Linked DNA regions of Mus musculus: all the other regions are linked to region 1. A link is a contact called in public ChIA-PET and HiChIP or PLAC-seq data. All regions are on one chromosome and are shown on one strand. Each heading gives the region's core, a stretch centred on a gene start, on an enhancer-like site or on the middle of the called end of the contact. The rest is flanking DNA. Distances are from core to core; before and after follow the strand shown.

Region 1 (5,136 bases), core at 782-3,281:
TACACAGATTGAATTACACCGAGTTAATAATTTGATGGCACTAGAAACGAACCTATGCGCCTTCCTTCATGAGCTTGCTCTAGGGGTAGGATAGAATGAACCCGATTCTGATGTGGTTAGGGAGACAGCTGGTCTGAGTTACTTGCGCCAGAGTGGGTCTGAACGGTGCCCGTTGCCTGTGTGGCACTGTGCCACGCCAGCGTTTCCCCGGTCTCTTCAAAGTATTTTGAAGGGACCTTACTTCTGGCTGTGTTATAATACAAAACTGACATATAACTTCAGTCACCCCATCTGCAGATAACGTGAGATTCAGTCTCACACCTACATCTCCCTCAGACATCCTGCAGCTCAGGGCCAGGCTAACGAAGACTCCAGGTTGAGTCCCCAGCGCAGTGAGGCCCTTTTCTTGGAACTCGCATCCCCCTTGTGGAATCCTCACGTTCAATATCTCGCACCCTTTGAGGGGAATAAAAATTAATCCCAAAGGCTTCGCTGCATCAAAACAAAACAAAAACATGCGGGACGGAGCCCGAGACCAAATCGGAGCTGGGATCTCTGGACTGATCGCGCAGGATGTCAGCCCGAGTTCTCTGAGCCAAAATTGACAAGGTTGTTGTTCCAAAACACTTGAAAAGCTTTGCGAGCGCCCAAGACCCACTACGCTATTCTATCAAAACCCCACACAGCATCCAAGTCCATGAAGGATCGCTCCACTCCCTAACACGGGCGTGCCCACGTTCGTGATTCGCGGGGTTTGGACCCAGGTTGGAAAGCTTCGCGCGGATCTGCTGCTGGCGTCTGAGCGCTTAGCAGATCCCGCGGCCACCTCATCTGTTCTCGGCAAAAGTTTCCCGTGTGATCGCATTGGGTTGGGGGAAGCAGAGTCCCTACATCTCGACCGGAAAATGCGCTCCTGGAGCGACTACTGCAGGCGTCCGTAATTGCTTATTAGAGGAGAATGTACAGGCTTCTCATCGTCAACGAAACGTGTTCCCCCTTCTGTAATAATAAAACAATAAAATATGACGGCCCCGTCCTTGACTGTTTGCGGAAACGCAGGGGGGAAAAACAGGCAGCTGGAGCAAAGGAGCTTAATTCAATATCAAACTGATTATTTCACTAATTATTCTGCCTTCTGTATTGTGCCGCAGAGAGGCGCAGGGAATCTTAACTGCACAGCTGCTAGGGAACCTTTGTGTCTTAGTGTCAGTCCCCACCAAAGATGTTGGCGAAAGCGGGGGCTGGGGGAGGTAGGAAACATCCAGTGTTTAGAAAAAACCGAGCAGAGGGAATTCTGAGTAATGAAAGTGACGGCCTCGGGGAAGCCGGTGTTTTAGCGCGGTTGTAATACTGAGTGTTTGGTTCGTCCGGTCAGGCTCATGTTGGGTCTTCAGAAGCCCACTTCAGAAGCTAGAAGCTGGAGTCTCTGATTCAGACGCGGAATCCTTTTGCCATCTCTGGAATCCCAAAAACTGAACGCGAGGTTTCTCTCCACCAAGTCTTTACGCTAAAAGATGGGACAGGACAAAAAGCGGTTCCTGTGTGCTGAAGGCCAGGAAGTCAGAAGGAGGGTGTGCGCAGAGACTTCGGGTCGCTCTCCAGCCCTCCCCTAGATTTGCACCCCCGGGGACCTGAGCCTTCCTGCGAGCAGGGAGCTTGTAAAGACGCCTTCACGGGCCTCTGGGACCTGCCAAACTAGACCCGAACTCAGGAATGATTCCTATGCCGTGGGTAGACCATGTTCGCAGACTTCAAACCCGTTTCTCCGGCGCCATAGAGCCACCGGGTACACCAGGATTGATTCTCAGTGGGATATAGTTCTCCCAAAGACGCTTAAAGAAACACCAAACCAGCAATAACAGCCAAATAAGCTAAGAGAAAATGAAACTCGCAGGCGACCCGATCCAATTAATAAATACTTAATTGAATTAGTGTCACCTCTAACAGCCAATAGCAAAGTCCCCTAGCCATGGGGCTGCGAAGCCCCTCCCTGGCCGCACATATATAAGCAGCCAACCACCGCTCACAAGTTTCCAAGCGGTCAAGTATGCCTAGAGTTTAGCAGAGCCAGCCGAGAGGAAATGGCTGGTTGCTAAATGGGAACTCAGAGCTAAGTCCTCTTCTTCCTTAGTGTGAGTGTAGGGGTCCTGAGAGGTTAGACAAGGAGGGAAGGAAGAAAAGAAGGAAGGAAGGAAGGAAGGAAGGAAGGAAGGAAGGAAGGAAGGAAGGAAGGAAGGAGAGAGACACCTACAACCCGGGGTTTGTTTTCTTGCGGAAGGAAAGGGGCACCTACAATCCCGAGTTTGTTCCCTTGAGGGAAGGACGCTAAATTGGGCGCGCGCTGAAGCCGCCCCGCAGGTCCGCAGGTGGGTAGCCTAGGCGAGGGAGGAAGGGGACATTACCTTCCCCTCGGAAGAGGGCGCTGGCTCCCCCAACTGGCCTTTATAACCAGGCCGCGGGAGGCGAGGAGGCAGCCGGTTGCCGTCTGCGATTCGCTAAAGCATGCAGTTGGGAGAGCAGCTCCTGGTGAGCTCGGTGAACCTGCCCGGCGCGCACTTCTACTCGCTGGAGAGTGCTCGCGGAGGAGGAGGAGGAGGAGGCGGAGGAGGAGGGGGAGGCGGAGGGAGCGTCAGCCTCCTCCCCGGTGCTGCCCCCTCGCCCCAGAGGCTGGACTTAGACAAAGCGTCCAAGAAGTTTCCGGGCAGTCTCCCGTGCCAGGCGGGGAGCGCAGAACCCGCAGGCGCCGGCGCGGGGGCCCCCGCGGCCATGCTCAGTGACGCGGACGCTGGGGACACCTTCGGGAGCACCTCGGCGGTGGCCAAGCCCGGGCCCCCGGACGGCCGCAAGGGCTCCCCGTGCGCGGAGGAGGAGCTGCCCTCCGCCGCCACCGCCGCGGCCACCGCGCGCTACTCCATGGACAGCCTGAGCTCCGAGCGCTACTACCTCCCGTCGCCGGGACCGCAGGGCTCCGAGCTCGCCGCGCCCTGCTCGCTCTTCCAGTACCCGGCGGCGGCCGGAGCAGCCCACGGACCCGTGTACCCCGCGTCCAATGGCGCGCGCTACCCCTACGGCTCCATGCTGCCCCCCGGTGGATTCCCCGCCGCCGTGTGCCCGCCCGCGAGGGCGCAGTTCGGCCCCGCTGCGGGTTCGGGGAGCGGCGCTGGTAGCAGCGGCGGTGGTGCCGGCGGTCCTGGCGCCTATCCCTACGGCCAGGGTTCTCCGCTCTACGGGCCATACGCCGGAACCTCAGCGGCCGGGTCTTGTGGAGGATTGGGGGGCCTAGGGGTGCCTGGCTCCGGCTTCCGCGCCCACGTCTACCTGTGCAACCGGCCCCTATGGCTCAAATTCCACCGGCACCAAACTGAGATGATCATCACCAAACAGGGCAGGTGAGTGCAGGGTGGAGGGACCCCAGGCGCCTGGTTGTCCGCACACTGCGGGCTCTGCTTAGGGTGTTTAAGTGGTACATCATATCTCCAAAGTCGTGTCCCTTACTTCCTAAGGCACACCTGTAGCTTGGGCTCCGAGCCCACGTTACTCTCCTCTCTAGTCACCTTCACCGGGATTGACTGGGAGGAGGAGGAGGCGGAGATGGAAATTTGGGAATGAACCCTTGAGGGCAGATCTACGTGACCCGCTGGCTCCTGGGTTTGCAGCAGGCGATTTGTGGGCTGCATAGCGAAAGAGGGCTAGCTGGAGCTGGCTGCGGCCTGCGCACAAGTGTTTGAAAAGAAGCTTTTTAAAGCTCCTTGGTTTGGTGGGGCTCTTCTGTAAGAAGAGCAGAAAGAAGTCGGTTTGAGCTGGTGACTAGGTAGACAGTTTTTGGAGCCAGATGTTTGGGGGAGGGGGCTCTGCTTGCGGGGAAGGGACCAGAAAGTTCAGGCACACCTTCAAATTGTCATCAGCTACTTCTTGAGGAAGTGAGGAGTGGATATTGGGAGACAGGGACCCAAAGAGGGCTCGTTGAGAGAGAGAGAGAGAGAGAGAGAGAGAGAGAGTGCAAGAAGGCGCGCTCCGGCCTAATGTTCTCAGTCACCTATGTCTTTAAAAATAATTTTAGACATTTCAGAAAGAAACCTAGTAGATACCTGAAAATAGATGGATGTCTCAGAAAAGAAGCACGCGAATTAGGGAAAATACTGATTTGGAGGCTGTTCCAAATAAATATGTCAATTTAAAACCATTTTCTTAGTTTCAGGCCGTAGTAGCCATTTTTGTTTGTTTGCTGTTTATTGCAGACCCCCCATGTGTCCGGGAGGGACCAGAGCCGCTACTTAAATAATTTCCTCTGGTTCTGTTCTTTGCACAGGCGCATGTTTCCTTTCTTGAGCTTCAACATAAACGGACTCAACCCCACCGCCCACTACAATGTTTTCGTGGAAGTGGTTCTGGCCGACCCTAACCACTGGCGCTTCCAGGGGGGCAAGTGGGTGACCTGCGGCAAAGCGGACAATAACATGCAGGGTGAGGAGAGAGGGGGCCTGGACCGGGAAGAGGTCGGAGCCTCAGTGTTGGACCGGCCACATTTAAATCAAGCATGTCACCCCAACCTGGGGCATGGGGATGTTAGCATGTGCTGCCTTCTGCTGCTGGGGAGAAATTTACTCCGTCCTTTTTCTTGTTTCTCATTATATATCAAACCTTGACCTTGACCCTATGAGGGCTATGTTTGAGAAATGAATAGCCAAGTGAAGTTCTGGGTTTGGGGAAAGTTCCTGGTAAATGATCCTGGCATTTTAGAATTCTCTTGAGAAAGCCCAGGCCACCTTTAACTTAATCTATAAAAGTTAAGGACTCGATGAGGCACTTCCCCTCCAGCTTAAGGTCTCAGACCAACAATCAAGAACCATCCTCTCTCCTCTCAACTCTGTTTTTTAAGTTTGGAGAGGCTGGTGATTGGAATACCATGATTAAGGAAGGCTGGATGCACCCTGGCCCGGGGGAGTGACTGGAGTCCCGCTGGGATCCACTGATTTCAGTCGACTGACCTCCCAGGAGGAGGTTGCTACAGCAAACCCAAGCCTAGCTAACAGACATCCTCTCCAACCTGCCTGGGTGAAGGCTGTCTCCTTTCATTTGCTTATGTTTCCTTTCCTTTTCCTCTTAGGCAATAAGATGTACGTTCACCCAGAATCT
Region 2 (5,136 bases), core at 900-3,399, 570 kb after region 1:
GTGTAAGCACTAGCTCATCATCTTGTGTGACGGGCTTAAGCAGCCTTCCATTCTTATATCCGTGGGGGAACAGAATTAGTCTTCTTACAGATATCAAGGCATGGCCGTATCTTACCATGAGTTGTAAAACTATGAGTGGGGCCCTGGAGGAGGAAATGCTAGCACACTCCTATAATCACAGCATTCTGAAGCTGAAGCAGGAGGATTGCCACAAGTATGAGGCTAACCTGGGCTACATATAGAGAGACCTTGTCTCAAAGGAAAAAAGGAGGGCGGGAGGGAGGGGGAAGGAGGGAGAGAGCGGGGAGGAGGGAGAGAGGGAGGGGAACGAACCAGGCCTGAAGGTAAACTGTGATCACAGTATTGGAGGAGGATAATCATTAAGTAGTTTGTGGTCATCCTCAGCTGTTCAAGGAGTTCATAACTTGAGTTAAATCCACTGGGACCTACATAGTGGAAGGAGGAAACCAGCCCACAAGTGACCCTCTGGCCTCCATACTCCACATGGCCTCCATACTCCACACACCCCATGACTTCTGTGAAAGTTCTCTCTCTCTCTCTCTCTCTCTCTCTCTCTCTCTCTCTCTCACACACACACACACACACACACACACACACACACACACACAGAATAATAAATAAATAAATCCAAGAACAACAAAAATGTAATCCAAGTCCCTCTGGCGGCTGTGAGAAGGAAGATGCAGGACCAGGGAGGCCAAGACAGAGGGTGACTCATGCCACCAACTGGCTGAAGCTGGCTCCCAGAGCAGGGCAGTATGCAGGAAGCAATGTGACTACCCAGTCCAGGGAGAAGACCATGTTTAGGTGGGGGGTCGGGGGATGAGAGAGGGGAAGAGGCTGGGAAACCAGGGGTCTTTCACCCTTGGGCCTGGAACTTGCAAGTAAAGTGGACAATGGAGAGGGACTGAGGTCTGGGCTGTGTACACGCTGACCCTTAGAGACCCCAGAAGAGACAGATGGAGAGAGAAGAAGGGGAAGGTGTTACCGGAACCAGCCAACACTGGCCACACAGAAGTGAGAGTCCAGCAGATTGGGAAAGGGGAAAGGGGATGGTGACACGGGACATGGGGACAGGGGACAGGTGACTGAGAGCACAGAGGAAGCCCAACACTCTCTACTGTGAGCCAGACACAGGACTAGCCAAGTTCCTCGTGACACAGGCTTCCTTTACACACAGCTAACCCACAACCGTGTCTCTTGCATATGTCCATCTGTCTATCCCAACCCTCAGGAGGCTGAGGCAGGAGGACTGTGAGTTTCAGGACAGCTTGGGCTATACAGTATGACACTGTCTGACCAAAACAAAGCAAAATAAAACACATACACACACTGACCACTGGGCACAGGCTGGCCCAGAGTTTCTGGAGTGTCTAGTCCTGAGCCATGAGACTTTGTAAGTGAAGAATCCGCTGCAGAGAGAGGTCTTGCATACTGTCTGCAGGCAGGATCTAGTGGGGTTGAAGGGAAGGCATGTGCTGGCTGACGCTGGCTGTGACTGAGATCTGTGCTGTGACAGGCAGGAGGTAAAGGAAAGTTGTGTCCCAGGCATTTCTGGAAGGTTCTATTTCCAGCGTCCTCCTATCCCACAATCAGGAGTAACAGAGGGGCAGCCAGGGTGTGGAAGGGATCTCCTTGCTGTAGACTCCACCGGCCTCTCCCACGATGGATATCAGGCTCCCTGGGGACCTCTGTGCTGGGCAGCCAGCCCGAGATGGGAGGTCGGGGTCAGAAATTCTGGGAGGCAGCCCCGGGCGTTTCCTCCACCTCCTAAAATGACCTTCATATCACTTGACTCACTATGGTGGTCTGAACCTCTAGATCCAAAAGGAGCCCAACCCGCGGGGGTAGGGGGGCGGTTGCCCACTTGAGCTCCCCAATGAGAAATCGGTGTATTCCACAGTCCACCTCAGCCTTGATCAGGCCTCCACCCCTAGCCTTCTCTGCCCACTGGTACCGAAGAAGTAATCTACCAGGCCACGGGAAGGGGGCTGGCTCCCAGACGGCTTGGTCAATATTTATTGACTGACTAACTCTGAATGCCCTCCCTGTCCATGCTGCACAGAGCACGGGGTGTGTCCTGCAAGGCGGGAGCTGGGATTGAGTTACAGTTCGGAGGGAGGGGCCTAGTGTTGCCCACAGGCTGAGTGAAGGAAGGTGCAGAGGCAGTTCCCAGAAGGTAGGCCTGGACTGGGGTGGGGGTGGGGGACCCGGTAGAGGGGTTGCTGGGAACGCAGAGGGAAGGCATGGCGTTCTAGGGCTCGGGGATCATACAGCGGCTGAAGGCTGGTAGGATTGAGGGCAGCCCCACGGTGAGAACGCTTGGCTATCTGCGCGTGGGTGGAGGAGGACCACTGTGGCAAGCCAGCGTGAGAGGAAGAAGCGGCGGGTTTTGCGTGGGTGGGCTCTCTGTCACCCCCCAGAGTCAGTTCGCCTGACTCACGACCCTCCAGCAGGCTATGCCCTCCCTTCCTGGAAGTTAAGCAAAGGAATCTCGAGGTCTACCCTCAAGTACACCTTGTTCAGGAGGAGGGGTCGGCTGGAAGGGAGAAGGGTCACCTGAAGGAAGGCGACAAACGACAAGACAAGCGGCCTGGCCGCCAAGGAGACTGGGACCCCCTCCCCCCCACACACACACACACAGTGGGTTAGAGCCCCTGCGGAGAGGGGCAGAGAGAAAGCCAGTGTCGGAGAGAAAGGAACTTCACCCTGGGAAATGAGAGGGCTTCTAGGAGGGCAGGGGGTGGGGGAGATGGGGTCCCCATGGGGGATGTACTGGTAAAAGGGGACACACATGGGCTGGGGCTCTCGTGAGCCACGGGTGACTCCGTGGGAAGAGAAGAAACCTCTAGCGGGAGGGGAGGGAACACAAAGTGTAAGAGGAGTAAAGACACCCCGTGCTTTAAAGTTCTCTTGCCTCCTCTAGCAAGAGGGATGGGGGCTCAGCTCCAGTCTGACTCTCCAGGCTGTGGGTTTTGGGGCTCCTTCCCAGCCACCCCTGGGCCACTGCTGCCCCTCTCTGAGAAGCCAGGTTAGACACTGCTTCCAGCTGCCAATATGCCCTCCTCTTCTCTGTGGCCCCGAAGTTGGACGGTGTCCTTCCCACTCCACTGTGGCCCTTAGAGCTACCTGGCCACTACCTTCTGGCTCTGTGCCTCGGGTCTCTGTCTGTCTGGGTCCCTAATCATTTTCCTGTAGCTGGTTTGATGTATAGACTCTGTCCTTGCTGAAGGGTCCTGTTGCAAGTCACTATACCCACCATGGTGTGCCATGTTCTCCGTTGCTGGAAAGGACCATTGTGTGACCACTGTGCCCATCCATCATATATGTCATTGTCACACAATGACCTCAACTAGAGGTGCTGCTGGCACGCCTGGTGACTCCCTTGGTCAATCAACAACTATCTATGGACTCCTTCTGTTCCATGTCGGGAGAGCCATGCTAACAGCACACAGGCTCTCCCATGACATGCCCAGCCCACAGCCTCCTCTGCTGTGACTCAGTGTGGACAGTCCCCCGGCCACACCCTCTTTCCAGGCCACCTTGTCCTGAGCCTAGCCCTCAGGGGCCCTAAACAAAGGAGTAAAGAATTCAGGCACCTGTGGCTCTGTAACTCTTACCTCGCCAAGTCCTCTCACGGTCACATGGGGCAGCGGGTCTGAGGGTGTTCTTGCTATGGTAGAGCAGAGCTGGATGTTCAAATTAAGAGAAAGGAAGTCAGTCACTGCTGCACCAGGGCCACCCACTCAGGAGACTCAGAACCCAGTGACTGTGTCTGCTTAGCGAGCTGCCAGGACTTCAGTTAGATGTGGGAAGTTGCATTGAGGAAAAACAAAATACTTCAACTACACACCCATCCAACTCGTGGCTGCTTGCGGTTTCCAAAGGGCTGGACAGTGAAGAGATAACAGATAGTGATAACAGAATGAACCCCGTCCCATCCCCGTGGCTCCCTGCACCCCATCCCTACAGTCCCCCTGCACCCTGACCCCACAGCCCCCTGTACCCCACCCCTACAACCCCCCTGCACCCTGACCCCACACCCCCTGCACCCCATCCCCACACTCAGATTTTCAGAGCAAGGAATTTGCAGAGCCTGTGTATAGAGTTCAGCCATCTTTCAAGGCTGGATCAGGAAGGCCTATGATTCATTGACCCAACCTTCTCAGGTCACCTGAGTCTGTCGCCTGCTGCAGAATCCGTCACAGTCCTATGCAGTCTCTGTCCTGAGTTGACAGAGCTTTTGTCTTGTTTGTAGCACCCGTGGAGCAGGTTCCAGTTTTCAATCTAGATCTCTCAACAGTGCCCCTGCCCCCACTGCCCACTGTATGAGATTTGCTTTTATTCCAGGTGCTGACGCGCTAGCACAGCCTGTCCTGGCTGCAGAGCAGACAGCACCCCTGTCTAGGCGTCTGCAAAGCTTTGTCTGCTTATGGTGCCTGTCCCTGTCTAGGGACAATGGTCCCCTCCATGCTAATGTCATCAGAACTTTGTGGGTCAGATCCTAGATCCTAATCGCTGACAGGCCTGCAGGCTGCACTTAGTCAACCATGCTCACTACATAGACACCTAAGCTCACCACACTAACTATAGACACTCAAACTCAACAGACTAACTATAGACATTCAAGCTCAACAGACTAACTATAGACAACCATGCTCACTACACTAACCATAGACAACCATGCTCACTACACTAACCATAGACACCTAAGCTCACCACACTAACCATAGACACCCAAGCTCACCACACTAACTATAGACATTCAAACTCAACAGACTAACTATAGACATTCAAGCTCAACAGACTAACCATAGACAACCATGCTCACTACACTAACCATAGACACCTAAGCTCACCACACTAACCACGGACACCCACGCTCACCACACTAACTAACCAAGCACACAATAATGAAAAGCATAAAAAGGAAATGTGACTGATGTGGCCACACTGAGAAAAGAAACAAATAGTGCAGTGAGCCCCACCCTGAGTCCTGCTGCGAGGTTGAGAGTTAAAAGGAGGACTCAGGTTTGCATAACTGAGCAGCCCTGCTCAAAGCGTGGTCCTGCCCATCACTGACCCAGGCGGTCCTGCAAGGTGGCCTCACCTTGT
Region 3 (5,136 bases), core at 1,053-3,552, 550 kb before region 1:
ACCTACAGCAGGTCTTTCACACAGCTCATCATAACTGCAGCAGGTCCTCCACAATGCTCATCACACCTACAGAGGACTGCTTGGTTTCTGAGATCAGCATTCCTCCAACACATTGATGCACAGGGTGTTATGTGCAAGTGGTCAGTGATAAGCTCTGTGTATATCATGATGTCTATTAAAGATGGGGGAGGGGGCACTAAGTTGTCCCTTAGGTTCTGCCTCTTTTCTCCAATGTCATCTACTTACATTTTAAAGTTTATACCTTGGGACAGTGTTATCTTCCATCTGAGTTTTCTATATTGGTTTGTTTTTAAGAATACTATATAAAATACATTTTATAATAGTTCCAGTTACATATTCTGTGGTCATTCTTTAATAAGTATTTACATTATCCACAAAAAGTCCTTACTCTAGCTTAGATGGGCAAGACAGTGGTAACTCACTGTGCACTCACATACTAACATGAGATTCACTTTTAAAGTTCACTACAGGAAGACCAGCCTCTCATGCAATTGAAAGACAAGGATATGCATATAGTTCACGATATAATATGTACCTTTTAATCCAAATAATTATTCAGCAAACATCCTTATTTGCATATGGATTATCTATTTTAAAATGAGGTGGATTTCTAAAGGTCTAATTAACTTCTCCATTGTTGCCAAGTCAGACAGGGCCTGTAAGCAGTGTTAGTATTAGCTAGAGTGTCCTTGGGAAGGAGACTCAGGAGAGGATGCTCATCTGCCAGAGCACACAGGAGAGAGCTTTGATCATCAGTGGGTGTGTGCTCTTCCTACCTTCATGTCTGGCACACATGCTTAGGAATCATAAGAAATAAATCTGACAGGCAGCAATGAAAAACACAGCAAATTCACAACTCTGAAAGGGGCTCACATGGTGTCTGCTCAGAGTCAACATAGTCCAGATTTGGAATTGTCTGCTGACTCTCTTTAGTGTGTTTAGTGTATCAAGGAGCATCTTCTAAAAAAGAAAATCCCTACATAAAGCACTTCTCCAGTTTTAAGTAGAAGCCACATTAATTCTTTGCAGAAACAATGAAAATAAAGAAGAAATAAAAGAACAAACCCCAGGGGTGTGTGATTACTTCTTTACTTTTAAGGTGGAAATTGCTACAGCTTTAATGGCTGGTTTCATGGCTGCTCTCCTCATTAACAGTGAGGAAGCCCGAAACTTCCAGAGACATCAGGAGCTGCTAGTGAGAGCCTGTAGGAGGTCCTCACCTGGCAGTAAATTAAAATAAGTAACTCTCATAGTTCCTAAATGCCTTTTAAAAGTGCAGAACAATACAAGAATCTAAAACAAAAGAAGGCCTACCTGGGGCTGTATTAAAGCTATGTATCTTAGCATTAGAAATAAAAATAAATCAAAAGTGGTTTCTATTCCATCAAGCTACTAGTTCTGACAGCAAAATGGAGGCCAGTCTGTGGCTGTAAAAACTCCAGGATGTCACTATAAAAACCAGTCAGGCTGTATTTTTGAGAAGACAAACCGCTGGGGCTAAAAAAGAAAGAAAGGGGAAAAAAACCCACAAACCACAAACCACAAACCACACTGCATAAAACCATGTAGTGTTGAACTGAGCACACAATTGCTAAGAAGGAATAATTTGTATATTTATATTTGTATTATTGTATAGATGTATTATTTGTTATTGTATTATATATATATATATATACACACATATATATACATATATATATGTGTGTGTGTGTGTGTGTGTGTGTGTGTGTAATTTGTATTATTACCCATGTCACCAGTCTACACATCCTGTTCTACAAGTGCAGCCACACATGGGAAGCGTGGTGGGAAATGCACTGTAGGCTGAGTCACAGCCTGCAGATCAGGGCAGCTGTGCTGCTGGCACTGAGTGGGAGCTTTCTGTGTTTTCCACCTCAGCAAAGGCTGACGTCTACTTCCTCTAACACATTCATCTCTAGGATGCTACATTCTGTACACTTTCCTTAATCTTTAACTCAGGAAGAAAGGCGTTAAAGACTCATCTTTAGCTGAACACCTACGGCTCCAGCTCTTAGGAGTTAGAGCTGAGACAGATGGATTCATGTTTGAGGAAAGCCTCTACTACACAGAGAACCCACACCACCAAGGGAGGCCCTATCTGCAGGAGAGCTAGAAAAAATATGGAGGATCCATGTCTTCATACTGGGTAAGGATCTAACCGAAGCCTGCAGTCTGACATGCATGAACGATCCACCCACTTCTAAATCCAGCTATCACTGAGAGGAACTGGCAGAGATGTAGTGTCCCTGGGTGAGCATGGGGGAAACAAGAGAGGAAGTTAAGAATTCTCCTCTTAGAACTAGCACCGCCCACTGTCACCTCGGACACAGCGCGTTTGTCGTATCTGACTCCTAAGACAATTCTCTAAAGTAGGGCATGAGTAACTGCTAAGTGGCATGAGTCCTTAGCTGCAGAACCTGGATTACATTAAGTTTATGTTATTAACAAATGATAATAAGGCAATAAAATCGCAATGATTATATCGGGGATTCTGTCTTGGTGTGTCTCTTTGACTGGGGCACACTATGTATCTGAATGAATTAATGAAACCTATGTAACCTCCCACTGCCGTTTGTTTCCTAGTTAGGAAACAACTATACCAGAGGGTTAAGTGTCTGTCCTGAGACTGATTTTTATGCATGATTGGCCCAGTGCTGCCTTTTATAAATGGTCTGAGCTTTCTATCACAAATTCTCATTCCATTTACAAAGATATTGGATAGTAAGAACATACAGCTCTCTGAATATAACATAATTAGTTAAAAACAAGAGGAAATAGGAGCTAGCCCAGACGTGGTGGAGATGACATGGGTGCCCTGGTGAGCTCCACCTCTGCTCTGTTAACACTGAGAGGTTTTGCCTTACAGTAGCCCAGACATGCACGTTTCAGTGCCCAGATGGGACAGAGAAGGTTCTGACCAAGCTACTCCCCTGTGCCAGGGATCTGCTACTCCTATACCTCACTTCTCTTACCTGGAAAGATAATATTATTATCTTTAATAATAATAATAATATTGCTATTCATCTAAAACTGTCAACTTCACTGAATTAAGAAATCTCCATCGAATTAATGATATTTAGCAAGCAGGTATGTCAGTTTGGGCTTTTCTAGAGACAGAGCATGAAGACTCTGAGCTAACCAACACATGACTTCTATGGCATATTCATAACACAGCTGGAGAGTTATTACTGGGAGCTAGGGAGTGGCAGGCAGGGGGTGGGGTAGAGCATCTGGAAGTAGGTACTGGGGCCATGCCCATGGGTGCTCTCTTGCCCTGGCCCCTTCCTGTCTTCTCTTTCTTCTGCTTCCTATCTTACCTGGGTGTGCGGTGCTCTGCACCAGCATGTCCTCCAAGATGAACTGACATCTCTTCTAGTCATTTCTGTCAAGTATTGTGTCATGATGGCCAATCCCAGGTCTCTCTGCAATGGTCCACCTCAGCTACAGGAAACCCCTGCATCTTCCTTCATTCCCAACCCCAAAGATCTAAAGTTAAATGACTACCTTTGTGTAATCTCACATTTTCCCAGGAATATAGTTTGGCTTCTTGACAGCCTCCAGTTCATTAACATCATGATGATCAGTGGCTCAGATTTTAGACGTGGAGAAAGGTACGTATATGACTGAAATGCCCATCAGTCTGAGAACCTGAAGCTGCTGGTGGTGCCTCTGCATACCAACCTGCTCTCCCTGTGACTCATCCTCTCTTGCTGTGGGTTCTTGGATTTGTTGCAGCATTTTCTCCAGTTCTTTCAGCAAACCTTCAGTCTCAGAGACAACTAAAGGAAATCATGAATACAGTAAAAGCTGCATCTTTAGTTAATGCCATCTAATTCATAATCTTTTTATTGGTTATTTAATTTATTTACATTTCAAATGTTATCCCCCTTCCAGGTTTCTCCTCTGAAAACTCCCTCCCTTCTCCCTCTCCCCCTGCTTCTATAATGGTGCTCCCATACCCACCCACCCACTCCTTGGCTCACCGCCCTAGCATTCCCCAACTCTGGGGCTTCGAGCCCTCACAGGACCAACGGCCTCCCCTCCCATTGATGCCAGATAAGGCCATCCTCTACTACATATGCATCTGGAGCCATGGGTCCCTCCATGTGTATTCTTTGGTTACTAGTTTTGTCCCTGGGAGCTCTGGGATGGGGGTGGGGGGTCTGGTTGGTTTATATTGTTGTTCTTTCTATGGGGCTGCAAACCCCTTCAGTCCTTCCCCTAACTCCTTCATTGGGGTCCCTGTGCTCAGTCTGATGGTTGACTGCAAGCATCTGTATCAGTAAGGCTCTAGCAGAGCCTCTCAGGAGACATACATATCAGGCTCCTATCAGCAAGCACTTCTTGGTATCAGCAATAGTGTCTGGGTTTGGTGTCTGCATGTGTGATGGATCCCTAGGTGGGGCAGTCTCTGTATGGCCTTTCCTTCAGTCTCTGCTGCACACTTTGTCCCTGAATTTCCTTTAGACAGGAACAATTCTGGGTTAAAATTCTGAGACGGGTGGGTGGCCCCATCTCTCTTTCGGGATCCATGCCTAACCTCTGGATATGGTCTCTACAGGTTCTCTCTCCCCTTTGTGGGGTATTTCAGCTAAGGTCATCCATCCAAGTTGGGTTCTGGGAGCTGCTTGCTTTCCTGGCAACTGCTACTCTCTGTAGGCTACCCCCAGTTCCCTTTCTCCCATGGCTACACACCTCTGTTCAATTTCCTGACCCTCTGTATGTCTCCTCTGTCTCCTCCCACACCGGATCCTGGCCCCCTTTTCCTCTCCCTCTCCTTTCTTTCTACCAAGTCCTTCCAATCCTCTTTCTCCTGTGATTATTTTGTTCCCCCCATAAGTGTCGGTCGTATCATGAGTATTCCAAGCTTTTTTCCTAATATCCATTATCAGTAAGTGCATACCATGTGTGTTCTTTTGTGACTGTGTTACCTCACTCAGGATGATATTTTCTAGTTCCATCCATTTGCCTAAGAATTTCATGAAGTTGGGGCTTGGAGAGATGACTCAGCAGTTAAGAGCACTGACTGCTCTTCCAGAAGTCCTGAGTTCAAATCCCAGCAACCACATGGTGGCTCACAACCATCAGTAATGAGAT

Evidence for each region. ChIA-PET counts read pairs in DNA pulled down with a chosen protein or histone mark. HiChIP or PLAC-seq counts read pairs in DNA pulled down with a chosen protein or histone mark.
Region 2: a contact with region 1 is called in an H3K27ac HiChIP or PLAC-seq map of extraembryonic endoderm stem cells, with 2.9 times the contacts expected there. The contact joins the promoter of Vill here to the promoter of Eomes in region 1. A contact is called at or near these places in 2 of 115 datasets of contacts at active chromatin or transcription factors (extraembryonic endoderm stem cells and pancreatic cancer cells) and 1 of 9 other capture datasets (embryonic stem cells).
Region 3: an RNA polymerase II ChIA-PET map of memory CD8 T cells shows a contact between it and region 1, with 34 read pairs. The contact joins the enhancer-like site here to the promoter of Eomes in region 1. A contact is called at or near these places in 2 of 39 promoter capture datasets (both in liver) and 1 of 115 datasets of contacts at active chromatin or transcription factors (memory CD8 T cells).

The regions. Positions count from the first base shown.
Region 1 is chr9:118,476,158-118,481,293 of GRCm38.p6, forward strand. Eomes (eomesodermin) reads left to right here and starts at 2,032. Exons shown (of 6, transcript NM_010136.3): 1 at 2,032-3,389; 2 at 4,310-4,464; 3 at 5,108-5,136. The coding sequence starts at 2,503. It overlaps Gm33408 (a long non-coding RNA gene), which reads right to left and starts at 2,491. Exons shown (of 5, transcript XR_871338.1): 1 at 2,403-2,491.
Region 2 is chr9:119,050,629-119,055,764 of GRCm38.p6, forward strand. It overlaps Vill (villin-like), which reads left to right and starts at 2,150. Exons shown (of 20, transcript NM_001164567.1): 1 at 2,150-2,200.
Region 3 is chr9:117,925,364-117,930,499 of GRCm38.p6, forward strand. Zcwpw2 (zinc finger, CW type with PWWP domain 2) reads right to left here. Exons shown (of 9, transcript NM_001378466.1): 8 at 3,721-3,818. Among named protein-coding and RNA genes, the nearest start is that of Azi2, 110 kb to the right of the region's middle. Within about 2 kb of position 2,303, at least 69 of the 459 cell types and tissues checked have an H3K27ac peak or open chromatin away from gene starts, as enhancers often do. A contact at or near this core is called in memory CD8 T cells, where this site is marked.